Linked DNA regions of Bos taurus: region 2 is linked to region 1. The links are chromatin contacts, called in public Hi-C maps. All regions are on one chromosome and are shown on one strand. Each heading gives the region's core, a stretch centred on a gene start, on an enhancer-like site or on the middle of the called end of the contact. The rest is flanking DNA. Distances are from core to core; before and after follow the strand shown. Region 1 holds the start of PTPRC (protein tyrosine phosphatase receptor type C). Region 2 overlaps PTPRC (protein tyrosine phosphatase receptor type C).

Region 1 (7,663 bases), core at 2,854-5,353:
TTTTATCCAACAGCCTCCATCCTTCCACTTGGCCTCTAGCTAGTTTTTTCATCTTATATTTCTCCTCTTTCTGTCTTTGCTTTTTTCTCATCTCCTCCCCCCACCCCCGCCTCATTTCTATACTATTATAATCTGCAGGTATGCTCCCCACCCCCCAAAAATAAAAAACGCCCATTACTGTTTCAGCACCTGGGAAGAAATCAAGCACAGATGAGACCAAAAAGGTGGTTCCCGCTTTCCTGTGAGTCACACCAGCAAGCACGCGCTGGTTGGTAAAGAGTAATGCCAAGAGCAACAAACTGAAACGGTATGTGAAACACCGCTTCGTTTTTTATACAAGCAAGCGTGATAAAATGTGTAGGATCACGGTGGAGACATTCTGTGGGAAGAGTGATGACAGAGAACTTAGAGGGGAGACAGGATTTGTACAGCACCTTAAAGGCCTGGAGCAAGTGGAGAGAAGCGGGGTGCTGAAACTGCCTCCTGCTTGCTCTATTTTAGTCCATCTCAAAAGGAAAAAATATCCCAGCTCCCATCTCCCTGAGCAGTGCCCCGGCAGTGAGTTTAGAATGTAAACCAAGGCGATGAGAAGATGTCGGAGGGTGTTTTCCTCTTTCATTTTATATTTTTAAAGCTGTAGGCTATGAAAAGAAATGGACAAATGAGGAGATCGTTACAATACTGAGTGTGAAAAGTGATAAAGACATGAATTAAAGGGATGGCAATGGAGATGAAGAGGGGAAAGATTTTAGAGATCTTTATCAAGTAAAGTGATAAGACTTGGGGACCATTTAAATGTACATATTTCAGACTTTCTCTTTTGCAAAAACGCAAGGCAATGAAACAAGATTCCATTTAGGCAAGGAGGCAGGTTCACCCGTGTAAGGGGCGAGTCTGGAGACAGAATAAGGACCATTAGTGCATAGCAGGTGATGGTAAGGAACTCTGGGTTTAGAAATGAGAGTAAAACTGGCCGAAGACTGAGGCCTGTAGAACCACAATGTTTAAAAGCAGACAAATAAGAGAAGCAGTAGGCAGGTGAGAAACCAATATATACTCATATATGTGTTTGTATGTGTAATGAAGTAACTAACATATATATAGCCCACACATTATAACTAGCCTGTTCATGTGTGTGTGTGTGTGTGAGCATGTAGAAGCATCTATATTCTTACAGAGGTTAACTATCAAAAGGACACCATGTAACCCAGGATACAGCAAGGACCTAGCTCAGTACTGAGTGCGCTGACCCTGCGCTCAGTCCGTGGAGCAAGGGTGGAAAAGGAAAGCAGACCCCTAACCTCACCTTACCTTTCCCTCACCAAACACGTTTCATATTCTAGCAACAATAAGGATCCCAGGCAGATGTGTATTAGGAAAAATACTTTCCAAAAAATCAGCACATCTTCATCCCCACACCCCCAGATCTCTACATGGCATTTAGACCTTAATAGGATTGCCAATCGAATTCCATTCAGTTAGACTGAACTCCCGCAAGTGTGCAAGGCCCAGTACACATTTGTAACATAAGCTGTTTATTTTTTGTCGATGGAAAAATGAAAAACTATGTCCAGGAAACAACTCTTAACCGTTATGACTCATAACTCACATAACTCCTGCATTCATAGCTGTGACGGTACAAAGCTGTAACCTGGCCATACTTTGTTCAAGCCAGAGATCACTCATCTCTACCTGCATTCTTGAAACCATCTCTCTCCCCCCAAATTATTTAGAAAATTTAAACAAAATGTTGGTTTCCTGTTATCTCAGCAAAGAGGCACAGAGCAAAGAGATTACTGACTTTTATGTAAAACTCAACCCAGCATTGTGACTGCTCTGGGAAAGCTGAACTTTGCCAACATTTGTATTTTAGAGATTAAATAACATATCCAAGTTGTGCATCCATTTATCCATTGATGTCTCTCTCCATTTGGCTCTATTTCTTTATGTGTTTAGAATGCACAATATAAATTTTATGTCTAATATTTCTTATAAACATTAAACTCAATTTAACACCTTCAAATAAAACATATACTCCAGCTCACAGCTTGCTAATAAAATAAAATATATCATTGAAAGAACTAATAATTTCCCAAATTATGCAGTGAATCATTAAATCTCTCTTGGGACTTCAAAGTATGATAAACAAGATTTGCACACCTAGATAATTGTATCTATATTTTTTTTCCCAAAAAACGAGTATATGTTACAGGAAGACTAGAAAAACGTTTGCCTTCAGGGTTTCTCTGAGCAGTTCAGGTTAAACTTGGTCTTTCAAAATAAATCTTTGTATACCTATCCATTTATCTATGGTACAAATTATTCAGCAAAATTTGTTTAAAGGTTTCTAGATCATTTTATACTCTTGTGTTGAATATAGATTCAAAGATGTTTCTTAGAGTAAAAAGCCTTAGTAGGCGAAGTTGAAATTTTTATTGTAGTTTGTTCTATGGCCTACAAAATATCCCATTTAGAAAGTTGTGCAACCGTTTCTGAGTGAGAATTTTAATGGAAATTTACTCTGACGTGATAATACACATATTACCTTATAAAAATTATTATTTCTTATAATACTTTAATTGTGATAACCAGCTTCATAGGAATGGTAACTTAATAAACATTTTGTGTACTAAGGCAAAATGCTATACCTACATAAAAAATATTTAATCCATTTTTGCAGTTAAAGAAAAAATATTTATGTATATACACACTGCTTTCTACTGTCTTTAGTTTCACAGAATCTAAATTAACAGTGTAACATGTTCAGAAGAGAACTTCTGTCCTATCTTTTAGAGAAAAGGAGAGTGGTGGAAAATTTTTAAAAAGGCATTTCAAAGTGAATTACAATAAGCAAGATTTTTTAAAATATGTTTCCCATTTTTTTAACTTATTTAGAAATCTGCAAAAGTACCATTTCAAATATCCTTTTAATAACAATTTTTAAATAAAGCTTTTCGATCCTCCACCATAAGAAGTCATACTAAATATCAACCAAAATGTACTCATGACCCACACTGGAACTGTTCGAGAAATGTCCACTAAGTGGACCAGAAGTGTGCACAGATCTTAAAGCTGAATAGATGCAGGAGCTCCGGTCAGTTACATTTTCCTATAGAATGCATCATTTGCATGATTCTTAAGAGTTTAAGTATTTTTATCTCGTCAAGGCTGTAAGATTTACCCAGCACCCAGGAAGGGCGGTGGCCCCGCGAGAGTATTCAGAGGAAATAATCATTCAAAGGATTATAAGGAACAAAAACCTTGATTTAAAATACATTTTGTGATAAAAATTTTGCAAAAAGTTACTCTTTAATTCCATATCCAAATTTGCTTTTTTTTTTTTTTTTAAGTACCATACAATTAAGTATTCAATAAAATATTTTGGCCATAATCAAAATTTGAGGAAGCAAACCCCCGGTCCGAAAAAAAATGAGTGGTTTGTGTGCAAACAAAGCCATATTATCATTTTTACAAATGCAGTTTTTGTTAAAAAGACCAAAATTTAGTTTTTTGGTCATTCAGATATCTTCAGACTTTCAACACTGCTGTTGTAATATCCTTGAACAGTTTGTAAACCAAGACACAGATAGACAATGTTTGCCTTTGGAATTGTGATTTTCGGGGCCAAACATGTATGCCTTTTTAAACAGAAACAATGTGTTCTGTGCCCCAGGGAGCCATGTCTCTCCGAGGGACAATGACCTTGATCGTTTTACAGCGGGCTTCCTCACCTCCAGTCACCAACACTTCACTTGCTTTTATGTCTATTTCAAACCAATGTCCTTACACACACACACACACAAATAACTAAGGAAATATGAATTTCCTTGTGCTTACCTGCAACAAACACTGCGATGTCCAGGAAGGCAAAGCCGAATGCCAGAAGTTTAAGCCACAGATACATGGTCATATCTGGAAATCAGCCAAACTCCTGAGAGACAGCATGCGTCCTTCTGAAAGGCAAAATAATGGTTATCTCCGAACCAATGTTTCTCTGTAAGGCCGAATCAAGAAGGAAAGAAGTGAATACGTACTCTTGAACTGGTGTCTTATCAGACAGGGGCGATTTCCTCCTGCTGCCCTGAGAGCAAACCACTTGCTGCGAGGCAGTGATGTCAGATTCGGTTTTACTAACTTCTCCAAAAGGGCTGCAAAGGGTCCTCTTTGCAGGAAGTCAAGAAAGTTGTTCAAAGTCACTGCCAAGGCCTCTTACTTCCTTACTTTAAGTAATTAGACTGAGTTACTAGGCCTCTCAAAAGATTTTCCCCGAGAAAGATGCATTTTTCATATCCAAACAATACTCCCATGAAGTATTCACGATAACTAGAAAATGACATGCCCCACCCTCAAAAATCCATAACATTCTTACCTAAACAATGATAAAACAGTCAGCATGGGTATAACAAAAATAAGGACTGGCAAGATGATATGCTAATTGAATTAATGAAGAAAAAAAAAAACTGTATTTGTCTTAAAATGACCAAATGAATGAAAAAGCAACTACCTCTCTGGTTATTTTCAACAACCAGAATCTTGTACCATTAGGGCATTCAGAACCCAGCAATATGACAGTTCGAGTATCCAGCCACTCTCTATGCAAAGCACTTTCAGAAAGCTTAATAGCTTGCCCCAAATCTTTCACAGATATTCTTTCAGGGCTGGGAATGGAATCAGAAACTCACTTCTCCTGCAGTAAATCATGCTTCAATAAAGGAGAGCCTCTGTGACCTGAGATATTCTTGGTGTTGCTGATGAGGGAAAAAAGAGACATTCAATCAATAGCTGTTTTTTTACAAAAGTTAACCTTTTATTCCCCCTCAGTCATACTATCTCAACCTTTCTGATTAAATGACTGCAAATAAATACACAACATCCTTTGTGATTTTGATGGTGTTCTCAGTAAGTCCATTAATTAGGAAAATGCGTGCGAGAAGGAAGCCTCTATGACATCAGCAGTACAGGACTGCCCTGGTGGTTCAGTGGCTAAGACTCCGAGCTCCCAACGCAGGGGGCCCGCGTTCAATCCCTGGTCAGGGAACTAGACCCCAAGTGCTGCAACTGAAACATCCTGCACTCTGCAACAAAAGAACCCCTGTGCCGCAATGAGGACCCAGCAAAGTCAGATAAACCGATAAATAACAGACATTTTTTAAGAAGTCAGCGATACAATGGAGTGAACTGGTCTCATCATCACAGAACCTGCAGGCATGCATTAATAAAATCCCCTACTGCACACATAGACCAGGCATCATGCTCTGAACTACAGATCAGGCGGAAGGGACCTGCAGACAGAGCCCTTGCAATGATCTGGCTAGGAAGTGCTTGAGCAGGATTCCAATGTTGTTGTGTATAAACCTTTTGATGTTTGCATACTTATTTGTTTTTCTCTTACTTTAGCTGCTAGGAACTTCAGAACCCAATTTGTACATACCCTCCCACTTGGTACAAATGAAAATAATTCCACCCCTTAATTTCTGATTAGTAAGTAACATTCTAATGAGATTCTTGTTATTATTATGATTTTAAATGATGGTTGTTATAGTAGCTAACACTACTGTACTCTTAGCACATCCAGGAAAATGCTTAGCCCTTTAATCATATAATACAATTTGTACAACAAACTTGGAGATAAAGAGATACATAATTCTTCATCTTATCTGTAAAGTTCAGAGAGCTTAGGTGATTTGTCTGAAGTCTCACAGCTGGGATGTAAGCAAGCTACGTTTTGAACCCAACCTCAAGTTTCATCTTACTTTCCTTATTTGCTTCACTATTTTTTTTTCATTTTCTCATCTCCTTCTCCAATCTTTTTTACTTTGTACTTTTCTAATTTTTAATCTCAGAAAGATAGAAATTGATGGCATACAGATGATACTATTCTCTTTTTACAAACGCGTTTTTAAATTAAGTGTCCGTGCATGTCAGCACTATTGTTTAGGAGTTAGGCCTACAGAAAACATTGATCTGTGTCAGAGGTCACGAATTTTAGTTCTTCTCACCTCAACCTGTTTCTTAAAACACATTTTCAATGGAAATCTATCTGGGGATTAGCTGTGAGTATCTTTAAACAAATATCTGTGTTCTGTTAGCTCACTCTTATGGTAGGATATTTGGTAAACAAGCCATGAAAAAACTGTGTGACATGCCATTTAAAAGGGAGTTAAGACACTATACTTTGAATAAACTGAAGAGAGGGGATTAGAAGCCTTTAAGAGACATTTTTAAAAGGGCTTTGCAGATTACAGCTTTGAAGGAATAGCAAGAAATGCGGAGATTTAATTTCATTTCAGGCAAGTGGGCAGAGAGAATCCACCCAAGCAACACTGAGGTTAATTAGAAACAAATGAGTTGGATGGTGTTTTTATTTTAAAGTGTTAAAATTGAGTTTAATGTCAACAAGAAACAGTAGACTTTGGGGTAGCAAAATGTATAAGGGATACTGCTGCTGCTGCTAAGTCACGTCAGTCGTGTCCAACTCTGTGCAACCCCATAGACGGCAGCCCACCAGGCTCTCTTGTCCCTGGGATTCTCCAGGCAAGAACACTGGAGTGAGTTGCCATTTCCTTCTCCAATGCATGAAAGTGAAAAGTGAAAGTCAAGTCGCTCAGTTGTGTCAGACCCTTAGCGACCCCAAGGACTGCAGCCTACCAGGCTCCTCCGTCCATGGGATTTTCCAGGCAAGAGTACCGGAGTGGGGTGCCATTGCCTTCTCCAATAAGGGATATTAGAAAGGTATAAAGAAATAGGGCCTCATATAGAAAGACAGCAGTGGGTAAATAGTATACAGTTCAAGTGTTCTCCTCGACTTCCCTGGTGGTCCAGTGGTTAAGACTCCGCCATCCATCGCTGGGGACACAAGTTCAGTACCTCAGCAGAGAACTAAGATCCCACATGCCATGCCAAAAGTTTTATTTTTTAATATTAATTAAAAAAAAATTTTTAAGCCAGACATGAAAAAGAAAAAAACTATCTGACTCAGAAGGAGGTGATAGTCAAATCCTGCCAAACCTCGTAGGTTCTAAGCCACTTATCACTGTATCTTGAGAGACACAGGAGCTGTTGGGGTGTGTGAACTGTTCCCAAGCCTCCTTGCTGATGATCCCTGCATCCAAGATCTGATCCCTGCACTCACTTCCCTGTCCTCATCTCACGTGACACAGCAGCATCGAGCTGTTAGCCTCTCCGCCAACCCTTGTCTCCGGCCAGCTTCCAAAACACATTCCCTGACCCTCACTGGCTCATCCGTAGCAACTGTCATGAGAGGTCCTTCCTGCCCCTGCCACAGGACAAGCTCAGGCCAGCAAGCTCAGGCCAGGCCCGCTTCACTCTTCCTGGACCTCGGAACCCTAGCTCTCCAGGCGATTCTCGGTAACCTGACCCATGGATCCGCAAACATCACTGCCAACTGATGCAAAACATTCAATACTGATATGCAAAAGAAAAGATTCTGCCTAGTGGCCAAGAAACAGGGTAAACTCCTAGTTCAAGAAACTACTTGATCTCCTTAATATGGAGCTATTAATTCTACCTTAGTGTTGCTATGAGAACTGAATTAACGAAACAAGCATTCCATTAATGGTGTGAACACACGAGGTTACACTTGGAAGCATACACAATAGAACATGCATCCTGTCCCTCCTTCCAGCCCCAACCAAAAGAGGAG
Region 2 (7,059 bases), core at 3,813-6,312, 48 kb before region 1:
TGTTAGCAAAATCACAGGCTGAAGGGACTCTGCTGAATCCTTTTCACTAAACAAGAAGACCTGATGAAAAGGGTGGTGTGAGATATTCAACTATGTCACCACTTAGCCATCTGGTCAGTGCATTTGGCCACTGAGGGGTCTGATTGGCCAACGAAGCTCGTGCGGTTCCCTGTGTTGTGGGATGTAGGCAGGCAGCTCTCTTTATACCCAAGTTTGTGTATGATTAGGAAGCAACCACCTACTGTTAGTGGAATCAAACAGACCTGGAAAAGCAAATAAAATATCTGCCTAAAGCACTTACTAACTTATGTATGACAGCTACCTATTTAATGCTATATGTATGTGCCCATTCAGTCGTGTCCAACTCTTTGTGGCCTCATGGACTGTAGCCCGCCAGGCTCCACTGTCCATGGGATTCTCCAGGCAATAATACTAGAGAGAGTTGCTATTTCCTCCCCCAAGGGATCTTCCCAACCCAGGGATTGACCTGCATCTCTTGCATCTCCTGCATTGGCAGGAGAATTCTTCACCATTGAGCTCCGTAGAAAGCTATTTAATATTAGGAGGTTGTGCTAATACAAATAGCATTACAATAGGTGTCAAACTTATATGAACCATACGGAGAAGGTCTGGAAAACAGGTGAAGAAAAATGTGTGAAATGGCAGTAGGAATTATGAGGGTATATGCTTAGATGTGACAGTCAAGGGAAGGTATCAAGATTTTTCAATTTTTTTTTTTTTTTGCATTGAACGGTCTTTTGGGTTCCACACACACATCATATCCAATAAATATAATAAAATAGAGCACCATTAGATATCAAGTGTTTCTGTATGTTATAATTTGATTTTTCTCTTCTGGGAATAACATTTCCTACCCTTTAAAATATGTATATATGGCAAGAACTAGTTTTCACCATTTAGACAAAGGACTATTTAGAAGTATTCCAGTAGGTGGCAGAAGAGCACCAAAAATCTGCAAATCCTTTCCTAGCATTCCCATCCGGCTGCTGTGAATCAGCCATGGAACTGACTAGGTACATTAAACAGATGAAAATGGAGATAACAGGCCACTTGATCTTCAAAGCCGTGTTATTCTAACACATGTCTTGTTACTGAATTTACCTTTCCCAATATGTTTCTTTTACAACTCAAAATGTTTAACTGATTGCAAATCAAAGTTACCTTGAAGTCACACCCCTAAGTCCCCCACCAGAGATTTCAGCAAAAACTAGGAATGAATTGAGTGAAAATGACATTTCAAAAGACATACTTGAGCTTTAAATACCAGCTGTTCGTATCATCACCACTGCCCCAACCCCCTACTCCCTCAAAAGGAATGGAACACCCTTTCCAAAGGGATCTAAATCTGTCTTGTTTGGCAAATCTAAGAAAGGTACGAGGACAGAGGGGTGAAGCAGAAGAAATGAAATAAATGCCGGTTTTCAGGATCAGCCTCCAATGAATAGTTGCATGTTTTGAAGGTTAAAAATGCACATCTGACCTCTGTAAACATAAAAGCAATATAAAAATGGAAAAGGCAAGTCAAGACCCCCCCAGAAAAAATACAGGTCCAGTAAAAGAGATACGTATGGTTTTCCTTGCTTGCTAAGGCATGATAATACTAAAACAGAATAACAAATATCAAAGGATTCTACCTTAACTTATTCTTTAAATATATGATCAACAAACAGTAAATCCAACAAATATATCCTATTACTACGTATCTATGGAGTAAGTCTTCACGCAAGTGACGAAGCATTGACTAGACTTCAGAAAATTATAGGAAGTAGTCTCTCCTTCCCTCCTTCAGTAAATATAATAATTAGAGCAACAATTTGCCAAAAAGCTGTGTATTAGACACTCTGCAAGCCTCTTTACATGTTTTTGCCCTTAAGCATGCCAGCAAGTCAGTGAGTCAGCAATTATTTTTCCTATTTTATAGGGAATGAAACTGACACTGAAAGGAGCTTAGTAAATTATTCGGTTGCACACCGAGCAAGTGGCAGACGTGAAGAAGGCTGTCTAATGCTAGTTCTCCTATTTTTTATGCAGAATTTGTATTAAAACATTGCTTACATTTTTTAAGTGTCTAAAGTCCCATGAATAAAACAGTTGCTGCTTACCACCAGAAAATCATTTTAGATATTTCAACTGGTAAAGGAACACAGGATTTTAATATCTATTGACATGGAGCTCTTTTGACAGATAAAAAAAACTAAGGCTCAGTGAGTTTTAATGCCTTTCTGATTTCATGCAATTTAGAAAGACTCGGAGATTTATTGGTGACTCAGTGGTAAAGAATCCACCTGCCAATGTAGGAGACCTGGGTTCGCTCCCTGGGTCAGGAAGAGCCCATGGAGAAGGAAATGGCAACCCACTCCGGTATTCTTACCTGGGAAATACCTTAGACAGAGGAGTCCGGCAGACTACAGTCCATGGAGCCACAAAAGAATAAGACACGACTTAGCAACTGAACAACAGCAACGTGATTTATAAGCTCCATCAATTACCACAGAATTTCAACATCCCTTTTGGGGAGCCTCATTCTTAGATACAATGGGATTCCAAGAAACAGACTGAAATCTTTAGGAACGACAGAGACCAAAATAAACAGAAGAAAGACCTGGGAGAAACAAGAGCGTGCAAGGAGCAGACAGACCCCTGAAAACTATAATTCTTCTCAGAAATGAGACAATATTGTATCCAGGAACAGAAGAAAGGGCACTAAAAAGCAACATTTCAAGAACAGGAAAGGAGGTCAAGAGATACTGGCTAAAATCTTCAGGAAAAACAAACAGCAGGACAACAGAAAACAGCTGTTAAAGATGGTTGAGTAGCTCCGTGCTTGTGTTTTCTTCTGGAAAGCCGGAAGATGCCAACAGGTGGAGGGCGGTGGCCTGGTCTTACTACAAATCTCCCAGTACCATCTCATCGGAAACCCCAGGGAGTAGGTGGCATTGTCCTCTTTTAACAGAGGACGTCTCAATAAATAAATACATGCAAGGCTAAAGAGTTCCTAGCAGAAGGAATTTGGTTTTAAATGCAGATATGATTCTAAATGGAGAAAGCAATGGCACCCCACTCCAGTACTCTTGCCTGGAAAATCCCATGGACAGAGGAGCCTGGTAGGCTGCAGATCATGGGGTCGCTAAGAGTTGGACACGACTGAGCGACTTCACTTTCACTTTTCACTTTGATGCATTGGAGAAGGACATGGCAACCCGTTCCAGTGTTCTTGCCTGGAGAATCCCGGGGACGGGGGACCCTGGTGGGCTGCCGTCTATGGGGTCGCACAGAGTCGGAGATGACTGAAGCAACTTAGCAGCAGCAGCAGCATGATTCTAAAATGTCCCAGGCTTATTCAACTACACACTGCCATAAGGGAAACGTATTTAACACTCAATCCAGTAGTTACTCTAAAGAGACCCACGATGAGTAAAATACCATGTGTGAACCATCAAAGCGGGATTCAGAGTAAGTCACACACTGAAATTTATTTTTTAAAAGCGCAAATTGCTGAATGATAGCTATAAAAGAGGTAGCTTCTTACTTAGAAACAAACAAACAAAAAATGATGGGGGCGAATGGAAGGCAAGGAAGGGTGTGAACAGAACTGTGATGACCTGACAGAACTAAAACCAAGCTGAGGGACATCCCTGGTGGTCCAGAGGTTATGACCTCACCTTCCAGGGCGTGTGCGTTCCATCTCCTGTCAGGGAGTTAAAGATCCCACACGCCTCACAGTCAACCAAAACATAAAACAGAAGCCATGTTGTAAACTTCATTAAAGGCTTTAAAAATGGTCCACATAAAAAATGCAATCTTTACAATAAAAATAAATAAATAAAACCAAGTGTGTATGTGTGTGTACTTAGTACTGTCGGACTCTTTGTGACCCTATGGACTGTAGCCTACCGGCTCCTCTGTGGGATTTCCTAGGCAAGAATAGTAGAGTGGGTTGCCATTTCCTTATCCAGGGGATCTTCCTGACCCAGAGATCGAACCCATGTCTCCTGAATTGAAGGCAGATTCTTTACCACTGAACCAGCAGGGAATCCCTTATTCTTCAGTATTTGTACACAAAGCTTAGAGGAAGGAAAAATAAAACATTCCTGAAAATGGTTTACTCTTATTATGTGCATGCTTTAAAACTAAACAAACAAGCAAAAAAGTCTGTGATCAAACCTACATCTCCTAAAAGAAGTGGGATGTAGGAGAGAGAGGGTGGTGGGTGGGCTTCCTGGGGCCAGGGGTTGACCGCTGGCTGCAGGACTGGGCACTGATCCAGGTCTGGGTCAAGCTCCATGACTTAGCATCCAGAGACTTTTTTTTAAAAAGGAACCAAGAGTGAAATCTAAATTATAGTGAGTTGGCCAAGAGGTTATGTAAAAACCCAAATGAACTTTTTGGCCAACACAATACTATCTTCTAGTGAACTAAACACTGCTGCTGCTGCTGCTGCTGCTGCTGCTAAGTCGCTTCAGTCGTGTCCGACTCTGTGCGACCCCATAGACGGCAGCCCACCAGGCTCCCCCGTCCCTGGGATTCTCCAGGCAAGAACACTGGAGTGGGTTGCCATTTCCTTCTCCAATGCATGAAAGTGAAAAGTGAAAGGGAAGTCGCTCAGTCCTGTCCAACCCTCAGCGACCCCATGGACTCCAGCCTTCCGGGCTCCTCCATCCATGGGATTTTCCAGGCAAGAGTACTAGACAATAACAAATAAACAGGAGAAGGACCCTAGGTTGCAGCGAGTCCGCCTAACCAACCTGTCCCCCCTTTGGCAAACAGGATCCCTAGGTCTGCCGAGGCTGCCCAGAAGGGAAGGGAAATAAAAGCAGAGTCTGATAACACGCGCTACTAACTTCTCATTTCCCCTTGCTGAAAACTCCGAACAGAAACACTTGATTGACTTTCAAAATCATTAAAGGAACCTGGCCTAATGGGAAAAGCTCCCCTTTCAAACAGAAGAGGTTCTCAACACGCTCTTCTCATCAGAAGGCTGTTTGCACAGCGAAGAGCAGCCTTGGTGGCTTTTCTGCTCTTGTGGTTTCTCCTCCTCCAGGGTACTTCTGTTTTTCTGATTCTGAGTCTTTATAGGAAAGGAAGAGGTGTAGCCGTGCGGTTAAGCGCGCAAGCCTTTGCAAATGGTGCAGCGCGTTGCTATGGCAGCGTCGGCAGCGGCCCCAGCCCGGGGTTAAACCACAACTTCTCTAGTTGATGGCGAAGCCGGCTGATAAGACAATGAGCTCGTGCGGCAGCCCTGAGTTTCAGAGCTCTTTGTTTTTGTTTCAATGAAAAGGTGTTTCAAGGAGAAGGTTGGGAATTAGGAGGGCGGTTTGTCCCCCTTGGAAGCATTCCGTTTGGAAAAGCGTTTGCAGATCATATTTTAATGAGAAAAAAAAAAGTTAAATCCAAGCTCCTCTTCAATAAAGTAAAAAGTCACCCTCTCGGGCCCGCAGTGAAATTGGATTCATTAGTTACATAATGCAGCTTAGAGAAAACAGGTTCCAAAGAAAAAAGTAAGACAGATGTGCTTATTTTTAAATAGAATTCACACTCCTTTAACCTTAAGGTTATGAAATGACCAAAGAGAGCAGAGGTGAAGACATTTCACCAAGTGCAGAGTTCTTTATCATCACCTACGAATGTTACTCTCCCGCTACGACATACCACATCACACCCTTTGCAAGCAAATGTTCTGAGCTAAATATGTTCAGCGACTTCCTCAATATCACACTTGAAGTCTCCTGAAAGGTCACGCCTGAGAAGCCAGAGATGTATAGGTGCGTTTTGGTCTCTCAGCCACATTACCAAGCGGCTTCAGCCCGGTAGTAACCATTTTCTATGCCGAGTGTTTCTACCCACTGCCCTGATGCTGTTGTTCACCTGCCAAGTCGTGTCCAACTCTTTGAGACCCCGTGGACTCCAGCACTCAGGCTCCCTGTCTTTCACTGTGTCCTGGAGCTTGCTCAAGCTCCTGTCCATTGAGTCCGTGATGCCAGCCAACCATCTCATCCTCTGCTGCCCCCTTCTCTTTCCGCCTTCAGTCTTTGCAACTGCCTTAGGTCTTAGCTGAAGATAGTTAATGGTACATAAAATATTAAATAGCATATGAACACCCATACATTATCAGTCCTGGAAAATGGTCATGAGATCATTTTTACTGAGTGTTTTCAGGAAGATTCACATTGGGTCAGTTTCTTGGGCCTTTGTGCGTCAGGAAATTTTCCTCTCTCTTAAGTAAAAAGGAGCATTTTTGGAATACCTACTCTCTTTGGAATATCTCTGTGGGGTGTTAGAACTCTTGCTTCTTAAATGAGAAAACAAGGATGCTGACAGTTTGAATAAATTGAATTAAGTGAACACACAGAGTGAGTAAATTAACAGTGCAAAAACTCAGTTCCACCTCTACCAGACAGCAAAGAACCAGTATTTTTTATCAACCACATAAGGCTACCCCCTGGCACTGCAGGATTCAGAGCACCCATTTCACATTACTCTTGAGCTTTGGCTCATACTCCATGAATATCTAATACCTGGGCTCCGAGCTTCTTTCCCCAGCCTTTCCCCTAGTCTGACTCTGACCTTGTCCTATTTCACCAACCTTTACACTCGGGCCTAAACTGTGACCTCCCCCCCAACTTCCCCATTCATTTTAGATACAGCCACGAGGAATCCACTTTTACAATGTACTGATATGCTTTATTCTTGTTAAAATAACTTAGTAGAAGATTCCAGAATCTTTACTGTTCTTATTGAAAGCCCTTCCCAATCTATCTCCAAATTGCCTTTCCAATGCTATTATCAGTATGCTTAAATGAAATTATTTATTTAAGTTCAAATTCAGTATAAGTGCAATTTATTGCAACCAAATAGGGTTTCAGCATACTTCCCTACTTCCCTTTCAGTTTTATTTTACCCTAACCTGGAATATCTTTCCTTCTTTTAATGACCCTGAGTCATGGCCATCTAAGACTTGATTCAAAATCCAACCTCATGACAATTTTCCTGGTCCCCTCAGGTCACCAAGGTCTTCCAGCGTTTAGAATAATAATGATG

The links. Hi-C and Micro-C count contacts between places; a contact is called where the count stands out from the background.
Region 2: a Hi-C map of blood shows a contact between it and region 1, with 2.1 times the contacts expected there. The contact joins the enhancer-like site here to the promoter of PTPRC in region 1. A contact is called at or near these places in 3 of 11 Hi-C or Micro-C datasets (blood, liver and an unstated tissue).

What each region holds. Positions count from the first base shown.
Region 1 is chr16:77,537,043-77,544,705 of ARS-UCD2.0, reverse strand. PTPRC (protein tyrosine phosphatase receptor type C) reads right to left here and starts at 4,103. Exons shown (of 30, transcript NM_001206523.1): 1 at 4,035-4,103; 2 at 3,838-3,953. The coding sequence starts at 3,910.
Region 2 is chr16:77,586,479-77,593,537 of ARS-UCD2.0, reverse strand. All of the region lies in intron 2 of PTPRC (protein tyrosine phosphatase receptor type C), which reads right to left. Among named protein-coding and RNA genes, the nearest start is that of PTPRC, 49 kb to the right of the region's middle. Within about 2 kb of position 5,062, at least 19 of the 102 cell types and tissues checked have an H3K27ac peak or open chromatin away from gene starts, as enhancers often do. A contact at or near this core is called in blood, where this site is marked.